Regions from separate parts of the Mus musculus genome. Here region 2 is linked to region 1. Evidence: chromatin contacts called from public Hi-C data. All regions are on one chromosome and are shown on one strand. Each heading gives the region's core, a stretch centred on a gene start, on an enhancer-like site or on the middle of the called end of the contact. The rest is flanking DNA. Distances are from core to core; before and after follow the strand shown. Region 1 overlaps Myh10 (myosin, heavy polypeptide 10, non-muscle). Region 2 holds the start of Rangrf (RAN guanine nucleotide release factor).

Region 1 (5,951 bases), core at 2,588-5,087:
CAGCCAGCTTTTGTGGGTGCTGGGAATCCAAACTTTACCTTCATGTTTGTGTAGCAGCGACTCTCACAGCTCGCCTCTCGCCCTTTGAACTTCAGGATTAAGTAGAGACTGAGGTTGGACATCCCTATTTGATGATCTGTCTGTCGGGGGAAACATACATTAAAGCTTCATTTTCTTCATAGCTGGTTGAATTTTTATAATGAAAAGGTGATTATATCAGATGCCACTACTGTAGCTAACTAAGTGATACAGTTGTGTGAATGCATTTGTGCAATTCTGAGAATAAACGTCACTCCCTGAAAGGCCTTTCTTATTTAACCTCAGGCACAGATGAAGGATTACCAGCGTGAACTAGAAGAGGCTCGAGCATCTAGAGATGAGATTTTTGCTCAATCCAAAGAAAGTGAAAAGAAACTGAAGAGTCTAGAAGCAGAAATTCTTCAGCTGCAAGAGGTATCTTTGCTTTGTCCTTAGAGTCGCTCTGAGACTACAGGAAATGTGTTTTATGGCCTTGATGGTGTGATTTCAGTTCAGCACCCCTGCTAGCGAGCGAGCGCTCTGTTGCTTGCTTGTGCATATTCTTTTACCTGGCTAACGGCACAACAGCTCATTAGTAAGACAGCCTTCTAGAATGCTCCCCTGAGGGAAAGGGGTGGGATGGGTGAGGCCTGCCCAGGGAGGGATGTTGTCTCACACAGGAGTGCTGTCCCCTTACAGAAAGAGCGGCAGGTTCCGTTGAATTCTGGAGCGGAACATCTTAAAACAAGCACTTTTCACTCATCCTTTACGAAGGTCTCCATCATACGTAGCAGGCAGGACAGAATCCTACCCAAGTAATAAGGCACCTAGAGTGCATTTCTCTCTATACATTTTCCAGATTTTCTCAAAAGATAATGACCTGAAATGTTGGCTGGACAACAGTTGCCATGAGAACTCACCAGCACAGGCTACAGCCGCTGCTGAGACCCTGTCAGTCCGGGAGAGGCTGAGAAATGAAAACTGGACCAGACATGGAGCCGAGCCCAGGCTTAGCCTGAGTGCCAGCTTTTAGTCCTTTCATATTTTCTATTTTATTGTGTTTTATTTATTTCCTGTGGGATATTTTTCTCCTTCTGTGAGGTGTGTATGCATGTGCGTCAGGGAGTGAAACCGGGGCCTCGAGCACGCTCACACATGCCCCAGCACGGTTGATGGCTCCTGTCTCCATACACTCTGAGACACAGATTCCCTCTAAGGTTCTTTTTCTTCATCCCACAAACTTTGACACAGGGCAATTTTGCTGTCGCAATGCTGTATTTTTCTTATTTCTATGAATGGCTTCTTTGATCCACAACTAATTTAAAAGTGTGGTTAGACTTCCAAACAGACTCCATTTGCTTTTTGGTTGCTCTGTACTTCAGCATACCATGGTCAGCAGCTGCAAGGCCTTGAACGAGCTGTGATCTGGTGTGGCCAGTGTCTCTGTAGGGTTCAGAGTTGAATCTTGTGCTCGATGACTGTAGGGAACATGCAAGGATGGTGGGATACAGCCACTGCACACCAGTGACAGTGAAGCGCTTCCTTGGTGGCCTTTGTTTACTGGGCCTGTAGCACATCTGGCCTCCTTCCTTATAGAGACTGCTGCTTGGTTGTGTGGAAAGCATGAGGGGACTGACCATGGCCAGAGCCTAACTCAGTTTAAACTCATTCAGGAGCTGGCCTCATCCGAGCGAGCCCGCCGACACGCAGAGCAGGAGCGAGACGAGCTGGCTGATGAGATCGCCAACAGCGCCTCTGGAAAGTGAGTCTTCCTCGACAGCAGGCAAATGGGAGGGGTGGCGTGGAAGCGCTAGCATTCGGCCTACCCTGTGCACAGGCTAGGCACAGTCACCTGACATCGCAGAGTAAGTGGGCTTGCTCATCTCTTCAGGTCTAAAAGGATGACAAGAAGTCTGGGCATCCTCAGCCACTGCCTGTCACACATAGGGCCACACACTCATATGCCCATGCACACACATGCGTGTACACCTGTGGCGGTAGGTGCCACTGGCCTTACAGAGTGCACATCCACAGACTGCCTGAAAGCCTTTGGAACAAGAGATAGAACTCTTAGTTCCTCCAGCACCATGGCTGCCTAGATGCTGCCATAGTGCCCTCCATAATGATAATAGACTGAACGTGTAAGCAAGCCTCAATTAAATATTGTCTTTTATAAGAGTTGCGGTGTTCATGGTGTCTCTTCATAACAATGAAACCTTAACTAAAACACCATAACATGTATGCCAATATTGCATCCTTGAGTATACCTTGATGTACTGGCCATTACCATAGCTCATGGGGCCCACAGATGGATAAGACTGTTGATAACTTTCCTCCTCTCAGGATCCTAAATTAGCCCCTTCTGTTACTATGAATGTTTTCCAGCAAGGAAAAAGCTTCCTTGTCAGTACCAATTTGATTTCTCCATGTTGTCATGTATAGGGTTTACCATAAAGTTACTATAGGAAATGTAAAGTGGCAATCAATAGTTGTTTTTGTTTGGATAGTTGCCAAGACACCACTGACCAAACCTGGCACCTGAGGGCCTCCCTTTCAGACTTGGCTTGGCTAGTAGCTTCCTTACAATCTTCCTTGGAGTTTCTTGGTTTTGTTTTTGTTTGGGGGTTTGTTTGTTTGTTTGTTTTTTTCTTTTTTCTTTTTTTTTTTTTTGGTTTTTCGAGACAGGGTTTCTCTGTATAGCCCTGGCTGTCCTGGAACTCACTCTGTAGACCAGGGTGGCCTCGAACTCAGAAATCCGCCTGCCTCTGCCTCCCAAGTGCTGGGATTAAAGGCGTGCGCCACCACGCCCGGCTTGGTTTGTTTGTTTTTAATGATTTCTTTTGACCAATTAAGTTGCTTTCTCCTTGGGAGTGCTAGGACATTAGAGTTCATCCAAGATCTTGGCCAAATTCTAGAGGCAGAGTTAAGCAGCAGAGAGGTCACCACAGTGGTTCAGAGGACAGTGCAGGACCAGGAAGGCAGATTTGGGAAGGAAAGAGAACTGTCTGAGGGTGGGGCTTACCCACAGATCAGGGATAAATGCAGGGACTAATCGGGAGTCACACTCACAGTTCTCATCCTATGCTCTGTGCTCGGCCCCTTCCTCGAGCTTAGGTCTGCGCTGTTGGATGAGAAGCGGCGCCTGGAAGCGCGGATCGCACAGCTGGAAGAGGAGCTGGAGGAGGAGCAGAGCAACATGGAGCTGCTCAATGACCGCTTCCGCAAGACCACGCTGCAGGTGCCATGCGGCCGGCCCTGGGGGCAGCAGCATTGCCCCTGCACAGGTTATCTGACCTCCCTCCTCTTGTAGGTGGACACACTGAACACAGAGCTGGCAGCAGAGCGCAGCGCTGCCCAGAAGAGTGACAATGCCCGCCAGCAGCTGGAGCGACAAAACAAGGAGCTGAAGGCCAAGCTGCAGGAGCTGGAGGGGGCAGTCAAGTCCAAGTTCAAGGCTACCATCTCAGCCCTGGAAGCCAAGATTGGGCAGCTGGAGGAGCAGCTTGAGCAGGAAGCCAAGTAAGATGTTGTGGGCCATCTCATGACCCAGAAGTAGCCTCGCCCATAGGAACACCCAGTGCAAGGGAATGTGGGAATGCAGGGTGTGTGACCTGCACAGGAGCTAGAAGGTTCTGAGAGCAGTGAGAGCCGTGCCTAAGGAGGGGCTGGGGCTCTGCCTGGCCCTGCTGGAAGTCCTCATGCTGCCCCATGACTTCCTAGCACCAGCATCTTTATGGATTCACTGCAGACTTCTGATGGTTGCACCCTGTGAGGTGCTCATTTGCAGTATTTCTCAAAAGCATTCTCCCCCAGGCAGTTTCCATCACACCAAATGAATCAAAGCACTGCATGGGATGGAATGAGCAGGCGGCTGCAGCAGGTGGTAGCACTCCTACCCACCTCGTTGGGGAGGATGGGACCGGAAATGCAGCCCCGGTGCTACATCCCTAGCCCTCCCCCCACTCGGCCTGAAGTGTCTCCAGCAAGGCACGGCAATGAAGCTTTCACTAGCAAGGTTTAAGTCGCCTTACCTGACTCCACCAGACCCAGATCCAGCTAGGAAGGAACAGTTCCTGTCTGCAGGGACTCTCCGTGTTCATCTCCTCTAACCAGGCGCAGTCCCAGGCCAGAGAGTGGTGGTTATTTCACTGTTCCCCAGTGGGTAGGGTTTGCTGCTTCCATTGGCTGTAAACTCTTCATCTGAGACAGTCACTCCATAGACTAGGTGTTTGTTATGTGATAACCATGTCTGTTCCCTATGACTGGCATGTGTATGTGGCATATGTCACTCACTGTGTGCACAGAAACAAGGCAGTGCTGCCACTGAGGACACGGAAAGGCAGTCCCTGCGTCAGGCTTCTGGGAGGTCTGAAGGCCGTTCCAGTAGGTGTCATTTTCTAAAGAAAAACAACTCCAAAAATACTTCCCCGCTTAAAATATAATTAATTTCAAGTTTTAAAACTACTTTGGTCACTTTGTCAGGGAGCGAGCAGCTGCCAACAAACTAGTCCGTCGAACAGAGAAGAAACTGAAAGAAATCTTCATGCAGGTTGAAGACGAGCGTCGGCATGCGGATCAGTATAAGGAGCAGGTAGGAAAAGCCAGGCGGGTGAAGGTCACCACTCCAGGAGTGTTTAAGCAGGCAATCAGAGTTAAGGACACTCTTGGAAACTCTTAATTACGGCATTTCAACCCAGGCAGCAGCCTGTGTTCCCCCAGTTCCAATGGGGAGAGCGAGTCAGTGACACTTTGAGGTGTGAGCCCTGGGCTGAGTTTTAAAGTTACATTCAGCTTCCTCCACTCCACCGTGTCGCAGGCAAAGAGGCTTCTTCCAGTCCCCTCCTGTGCCTGGATTAATAGTTCTTGGGTACGGTGAGCATCGGGGACTGGTCAGAGGGAATTTGGGAAATGGTAAACAGCAGCAGAAAGCAGGGATTGTGAAGGGCGTCTGCCCTCATGCACAAACCCTAATCCCAGAGGCTCGGTATTGAAGGGCTCGCTCCAACACTCCTGGGATCCCAGTAGAGCATCGGGATCAAGACCACCTCAGGGCCTTCGCTTCCCTACTTGCCAGGCAAGTGACAACTGCACCCAATGAGGCAGTAGCCAGTCCCTGCAAGTTTAGGAGCAAAGGAGCCACAGTCAGATTCTGGGTGGTTTGGTTTGGTTTGGGTTTTTTTTTGGTTTTGTTTTTCGAGACAGGGTTTCTCTGTGCAGTTTCTCTGTGCAGTCCTGGCTGTCCTGGCACTCACTCTGTAGACCAGGCTGGCCTCGAACTCAGAAATCTGCCTGCCTCTGCCTCCCAAGTGCTGGGGTTAAAGGCGTGCGCCACCGCGCCCGGCTCATAGTCTTTTTTTTTTTTTTTAAGATTTATTTGTTTATTTATTTATTCTATGTAAGTACACTGTAGCTGTCTTCAGACACACCAGAAGAGGGAGTCAGATCTCGTTACAGATGGTTGTGAGCCACCATGTGGTTGCTGGGATTTGAACTCTGGACCTTCAGAAGAGCAATTGGGTGCTCTTACCCACTGAGCCATCTCACCAGTCCCTCACAGTCATATTCTTAAGTGGGAGCACACTGCACTCTCCAGAGTGGCTGTGTGGAACAGCCACGCTTCACGGACAGTATCCTGTCCAGACTGCTAGCCTTCTGCACAGCCCCATCAGTCATATGGAGATGGAAAACTAGTTTGGTTTCACAGGAAAGGCAGTTTTGAGTTTCTGATTGTGTGGCTTGCTCTGTAAATACTGGCTTTACTAAGGCAAGGGGAAGCACCTTAGAGCAGCCCTAAAACAAGTGCGCTTGTGTGCACGCAAGATGTCACAGAGCGTGCTGACCCTCCGTCGTCTGACCCTGGGTTCTGTTTGCTTTTCATTTGTGTAACGCCCCAAGATGGAGAAGGCTAATGCCAGGATGAAGCAGCTTAAACG
Region 2 (5,906 bases), core at 2,227-4,726, 160 kb after region 1:
AGCTGGCATAAGAGGCAAGGCATCCAGAACTTTCCTAACATGAAGTCTTAGGAAATATTACCATTCTCCGATCTCCACTCCCCACCCCCAGCCCCAAGGGAAGTAGGATGTGAAGGGGGCGGGGCATCTTGCAGGCCTAAGAGATCCGTCCCCTGGGACTGCAGCCAAGGGACAGAGCCTCATGACCAATTTGTTAAGTGGGAAAAACAGTAATTACCAGATTAAAAGAATATATTCATTGCTTAATACCCTAGAGGAAGTGTGAGTGAGGGCTTTGGGTGTTTTGGTCTCCATGGTGGGAAAGTGACCCCTGGGACACAGGCTGTGATACTTTCTTGTCTCCAGGTGAAGACACACCTACAGGCACAGGCAGCCTCTGAAATTGCTGTAGGGCACCAGTATAAGCATCAGGTGAGGGTTCCCCAAACCACTGGAGCACCCGACCATCTCCCCCCATTTTTCCCTAACTTTCTGCCTATAGCTGGCAGCTCCATCTAGCCACTGCTTTGCCCGACCCCATCAAGCCCCGCTCGGTCAGACCCTAGAGCCCGTCCTCACCCTCATATCCCTTGTGCCTCAACTCTCCTGCACCTGTTTATCCTGCCCCGTTCTCTTGACCTGCTGAGGTCCTCCATTCCATACCTCCAGCCTGAACTCTGGGTTGGTGAGTATCAGCAGACACCTGAGGGCCCCTACACTGGACTTGCTGTCTGGACAACAGGTGCATAGCACTTGTCAGCTTTAGCAGGAGGCAGTCGCTGATGCTGGGGTGACTGAACCTCAACCACATGGTCTTCCCCCCCAGGGCATGTTTCAGGCACTAACCGAGATTGGCCAGAAACATGGTCTAGTGGGGTTGTGGCGTGGGGCCGTGGGCGGCCTGCCCAGAGTTGTCATCGGCTCCTCTACCCAGCTGTGCACCTTCTCATCTATCAAGGACCTCTTGAGCCAGTGGGAGGTACTTCCTGGGAACGGGTGGGGCCATCCCTGGAATGGGAAACAAGGGTGGAAAAAGGGAGGTGGGCCCTGGTTCAAAAGTGAGGGAGCTATAGGAGGACTCGAGGATCAGTGATCCCTTAGGATGCTGCCATCATCTCCTAACAGAAGGGGTACCTGAGCCCTCTGGACACTCCTTCAGTTATCACTGTGTTATCTCTGATGGTATGGAAGCTCCCAGAATTACCAGTTGTGTTCCCAGGGCAGTGCTCATCCTGCCCTAAAGTTAAACAACTGTGTGGTTGATAAAAAAAAAAAAAAAAACAAACCAAACAAACTTTATCTTTCTTATAGATCTTCCCTCCCCAGAGCTGGAAGGTGGCTCTGGCCGCTGCCATGGTGAGTGGTGTCGCCATAGTCGTGGCAATGACACCCTTTGATGTAGCCAGCACAAGACTTTATAACCAACCCACTGATACTCGAGGCAAGGTAAGGAAGTACTGCAGGGTCCAGGCTGACAGGGAGAGCTGGGGGTGGGCAAGCAGATCCTCAGATGCTGCCTGGAAAGGTGTCTGGCCCCGGCGGGCTCTGACATGCACCTCCTGTGCTCTCCCTTCCTCTCTGACGTGCTCCAGGGCCTCATGTACCGGGGGATCTTGGACGCTCTGCTGCAGACAGCGCGGACAGAGGGCTTTTTTGGCATGTACAAGGGTATAGGTGCCTCCTATTTTCGCCTCGGCCCCCACACTATTCTCTCCCTCTTCTTCTGGGATCAGCTGCGCTCCTTTTACAACACATATGCTAAATAACAATCACTCTCTTGTAACTCCAGATCAACACTCTTTGGGCACCTCTGCCTCTACTTCCTATCACAGTGACTGCTGACAGATTGACCTCTCAATGCCCCTAAGGGGGACAGCCACGCCCACTCCTCTGTTCTCCTAGGGTTGAGTCACTGAGTGGGTCTTGCTTTAAATTTTTCCACAAATCCCCCGATATATTTCATACCCATCTCAGGGTTGAATCAGTCACTCCAAAGTATATTTCTACTGCCATTCTTGGGTTCCCCCCAACTCCCTGCTCCTATACACAGCTTTAACTCCCCCCCCTTCCAAGACCAAAGGGAACTGGGAGACCCAGGTGTCCTCTTAGATTTGAAGGCACAGAAATTATGTTCTTCATAAAGCAAGTTTATTTCTGCAGAGGAAGTGTCTTATGTTTACATCCAGGGAAGAAGCAGAAAGAAACTCCCCCTCTCAGAACTGGGTCCCCGAGTCCTCAGTAGCACGTTGTGTCTCAACGATCTTTACTGGGGACCAAAGAGGTTGGGATCATGAAGAGTCAAACTAGTTACCAGCTGTTCAAAGTTACTCAGGCTCCAAGGTGGACATGACAGATTTTCAGGGCCAAGAGACCTGCTGTGACACCTTAGGGTAAGGGAATAGAGGGAGAAGGAAAATGGTCCGGCTTGAGGTTTGCAAGATCACACTTCCTATCCCCCAGAAGACCTGACCCTCCTCCCCCAAAGCCTGTGGCTTATTTCTGCTTCCTTGAAGGAATTTGACCCACCCAACTTAATTGTCGTGGGGACCCAATTGGGAGGTTCCCACCCGCTCTTTCGTCCTTACGGGGGCTGATTGAAGGTGAGCAAAAGATCAGTCTGATACTGGGGCAGCCGCAGCAAGGCCTGATGCAGTGTGACATCCTTTGCTACCTAAAGGGATCAGAATCAGCATGCTTACCAGGATACCTGGAGTTATCCCTCCCCGACTCCAGGGCGTCCCATTCGCCATAGCCCTCACCTGCTGGTTTTCTTTAGCTACCTGCTGCTTGCCAGAAAGGGACCAGGCATCCTGACAGCAGCCTCTCAGGGATAAGTTCTCCAAACAGAGAGGCTGCACAGATAGCACGTGCACAGCCCTAGCCCCCTGCACCCGGCCAACGTCCTCAAAATGGTACCTGGCATGGGAGGAACAGTGGTAAGGAGGAGCATGTCTGAATAACCCAGCCCCACCCTCGAGCCTGGTCTGCTATTGCCCTTGGGAGTTTTCGTCCTGAATAACCGTCCAGCCACAGACCCCGCCCACTTTCTCGGCTCCCGGCCTCCCGTTGGCTAGCTTTCTCACCGCGCAGCCGCTTCGCCCTGCACGTGGGCCTGCAGCTCCAGAAGTTCTATGATCAGACTCTGGTCGGTCACAGGATGGCAGAAAACTTCTTGGTTGTCTGGCACCGGTCGGAGGTCACTGGAGAGGGACAGGGAACCCTCTTGTCTCTGGCTTTTTCCCATAACCCACCCGATCGGCCTCCGGGGAGGCTGGCTTTCTCACCTCACATCAATGGCCCCTGTAGGGAGGATGGCGGAGAAGGCGCCTCCGAACAGTGGACAGTTTCTGTTGGGCTCCATAGATCTAGTACTTGAGTCTGGACATTAGCGAGGTTTTAAAGAAACCTACATGAGCCTTTGAGACATCATTTCCCCTGGTGTTCCCGGAGCACCCACTACCTCCTCCCGTCCTACTAAGCAATGGGACCTTTAAGATCTGGTCACGCCCTGCGAGCACGCTGACCAATCGGCGCCCGCGCTTCGGGGGCGGGGCTATCCTTGGGGGCTAGTCTCTGAAGCCCGGCTCTTTGGAAAGACCCAGGACCGCTGGGGTCTGCTTTGCAGTTGTACTTGAGTTTAGGGTTGGTGATGCTAGTGATGGGTTAATCCCTCGTGCCCACTTGCTCCTTCATTGTAAAGGAGTTATACCTTCTAAGAAGGTCACTTGAGACCGCCCTTAAGGACAGTTGTTCAGTTAAAGGGCGGGTTGTGGGACCACTTGACTCCAGTGGAGCGACAACCAGACCACTAACTCCAGGATCTAATGCTGGGACTTGGGGAAACAACAGGCCCAGGTGTGGGTCTAGGTTAAGATTCAGACCTCAAGCCTTGATACCTAACCCGAGGATTACGGTTCTAATCCCCTCAAATCTTCCCCTAGGGAGGGCAAGGGGAAGCTCTCTCCCACACCTGAGCCAAAGCACAGATTAAACTATTGTTTTTCCTTTACGGATTTTTAGAGTGTTCTTTTTAAGTATTTGTTCAACTTTTATCCTCCCAGTTAATTTCTCCATTCATCCTTGATCTCTTGCACCTGGCAAAGTGTTTGGCACATAATAGGCCTGGTGGTATACTGCTGCACTGCGGGATGAATCTAGATGCCTGGAGTCCATGAGGCCACCCATGCTCTCATGGATTTTACACCCAGCTGAGAACCGGGCAAAGAGGTTGATTCTCACCTCGACCAATGAACCCTCATAATTTACTGAATTGGAGGCAAGGGTCACGTGCCTCAGAGTGCAGCTCATTTCCTTCGTGAGCCTGACAATACAAAAGTCCACCTCGCCAAGGTGTAAAAGTACCAGTGGAACTCGCTTTGCGTCTTGAAGTTTGATTTACAGAGCTCTTGGGGGCATCCTAGAGATGTTCTAGCCGGGACATAGGTGTAGAAACTTAGCACAGTGTGTACTCTAGGAAATGCAAATATGCAAGGGGGAGGGCAGGCAGATGGAGTCAGGGAGTTGTGAAGATGGTTAAGGATGGAGGATTTTGCTTGTCCACTTACTGTTTGCAATGCTAGGGATTGAGCCCAGGGGCCTCTACCATTAGATTCTCTCTCTCCTTCTCCCTCTCCCTCCCTCCCGTAACTGAACCTTAGCCTCTTAAGTGTACTCAGTATGTGCCCCCACCCCGGCTATCCTGGAACTCACTCTGTAGACCAGGCTGGAGTCGAATTCAGAAATTCTGCCTGCCTCTGCCTCCCGAGTGCTGGGATTAAAGGCGTGCGGTGACTCCTTCTTACTGTAGGCATCTGGCTTCTCTCTGAACTTTTCCTCATCTCTAAAGCACTGTTAGGAGTGAAGTGTGGCCACGTGTGGTGGCTCACGCCACATGGCACATCCAGCACTGAAGAGACAAAAGCAGTCAGATCTGTAGTTTGAGACCAGCCTGTTTCTTGTTTCTACATAGTGAGTTGCAGGTCAGCTAGGGTTATATATTGAGACCCTTCCTCAGGCAAGAGAAGGAGGGAGGGAGGGAGGGAGAGAAGAGACAAGATGTGGGTGTGCTTGATCAATCTGTTTCGGGGGGGGGTATCCTGTAACTAGTTTACTCTGTAAGAGAAGGGGTGCAGCCCCCATGGAATAGAAGGAGCTGGCCATGAACGTCTCTCCATGTAGACCTTTCTGTCTCTCCTCCTCACCAGGAGCAACAACAGCTTGAATAGCTTTGTACACAGTCAGGCAGATCAGAAATCCTTGGGTAGGGACCTCCAAGGACATAAATGCTATTAACAAGTTCATAACACTAAGTACCAGGAATGGAGCCCTGTAATGAGCCAGAGGGAGGAGAAAGTTTCTTCAGCTTTCCTCTTAGGATTTCCTGGCGCACCTCAAGTTCTGCAGTGGACTAAGATAGCTGGAGACCTCAGCTTTCTCCAGTCTCTGGGTTCTTGGGATATGACAAGGGTGGGGAGCAGAGATGTGCCAAGGCCCAGGGCCAGATCTCTCCTTGGAGGGTGGGGTGGAAGACCAGCTTGTCTTGGCAGATCTCTATATCCCCACTGTTGATTCACCATCCCTCCCTTGGTATCTGCCATCTCTTGTGCTCTTCTCAATGCTGACACCTCAGGGTGTTCAACCTCAAACTCCTGAAGAAACTGGAGCTGTCTGGGTCAGTTTGTTGTCATTTGATCTGAAAGAACCTATTTGGCAAGCTCTCCTACTTGCATCTTCCCGGAAGCCAGAGTCCAGTGAAAACTGGTCCAGCTGCAGCTAGGGCAGGTGTCATGGACAAGTCTCAGATGGCACACATCTGTCCTTCTCATTGTGTGAGTGTCTCCAGCTCTCAGTCTGCTGGGGACAGCCAACCTACAACTGGAACAGGTTTGGTTTGGTGCTCTGGGATGGTCCTTGCCCTTTGAAAGAAC

Evidence for each region. Hi-C and Micro-C count contacts between places; a contact is called where the count stands out from the background.
Region 2: a contact with region 1 is called in a Hi-C map of embryonic stem cells, with 4 times the contacts expected there. The contact joins the promoter of Rangrf here to the enhancer-like site in region 1. A contact is called at or near these places in 11 of 39 promoter capture datasets (the 3T3-L1 cell line, the HPC-7 cell line, HPC-7-derived erythroid cells and 5 more), 23 of 484 Hi-C or Micro-C datasets (the G1E-ER4 cell line, the P5424 cell line, cerebral cortex and 7 more), 3 of 115 datasets of contacts at active chromatin or transcription factors (bone marrow-derived macrophages, embryonic stem cells and epiblast stem cells) and 3 of 9 other capture datasets (adipose tissue, embryonic stem cells and liver).

Annotation. Positions count from the first base shown.
Region 1 is chr11:68,808,469-68,814,419 of GRCm38.p6, forward strand. It overlaps Myh10 (myosin, heavy polypeptide 10, non-muscle), which reads left to right. Exons shown (of 41, transcript NM_175260.2): 35 at 325-453; 36 at 1,692-1,780; 37 at 3,133-3,256; 38 at 3,329-3,537; 39 at 4,501-4,609; 40 at 5,914-5,951. Among named protein-coding and RNA genes, the nearest start is that of Ndel1, 42 kb to the right of the region's middle. Within about 2 kb of position 3,838, at least 10 of the 459 cell types and tissues checked have an H3K27ac peak or open chromatin away from gene starts, as enhancers often do. A contact at or near this core is called in embryonic stem cells, where this site is marked.
Region 2 is chr11:68,970,379-68,976,284 of GRCm38.p6, forward strand. Rangrf (RAN guanine nucleotide release factor) reads right to left here and starts at 3,477. Exons shown (of 5, transcript NM_021329.3): 1 at 3,264-3,477; 2 at 3,063-3,179; 3 at 2,739-2,895; 4 at 2,565-2,650; 5 at 2,106-2,363. The coding sequence starts at 3,340. The coding sequence ends at 2,243. It overlaps Slc25a35 (solute carrier family 25, member 35), which reads left to right. Exons shown (of 5, transcript NM_028048.2): 2 at 346-411; 3 at 806-958; 4 at 1,291-1,425; 5 at 1,572-2,137. The coding sequence ends at 1,745.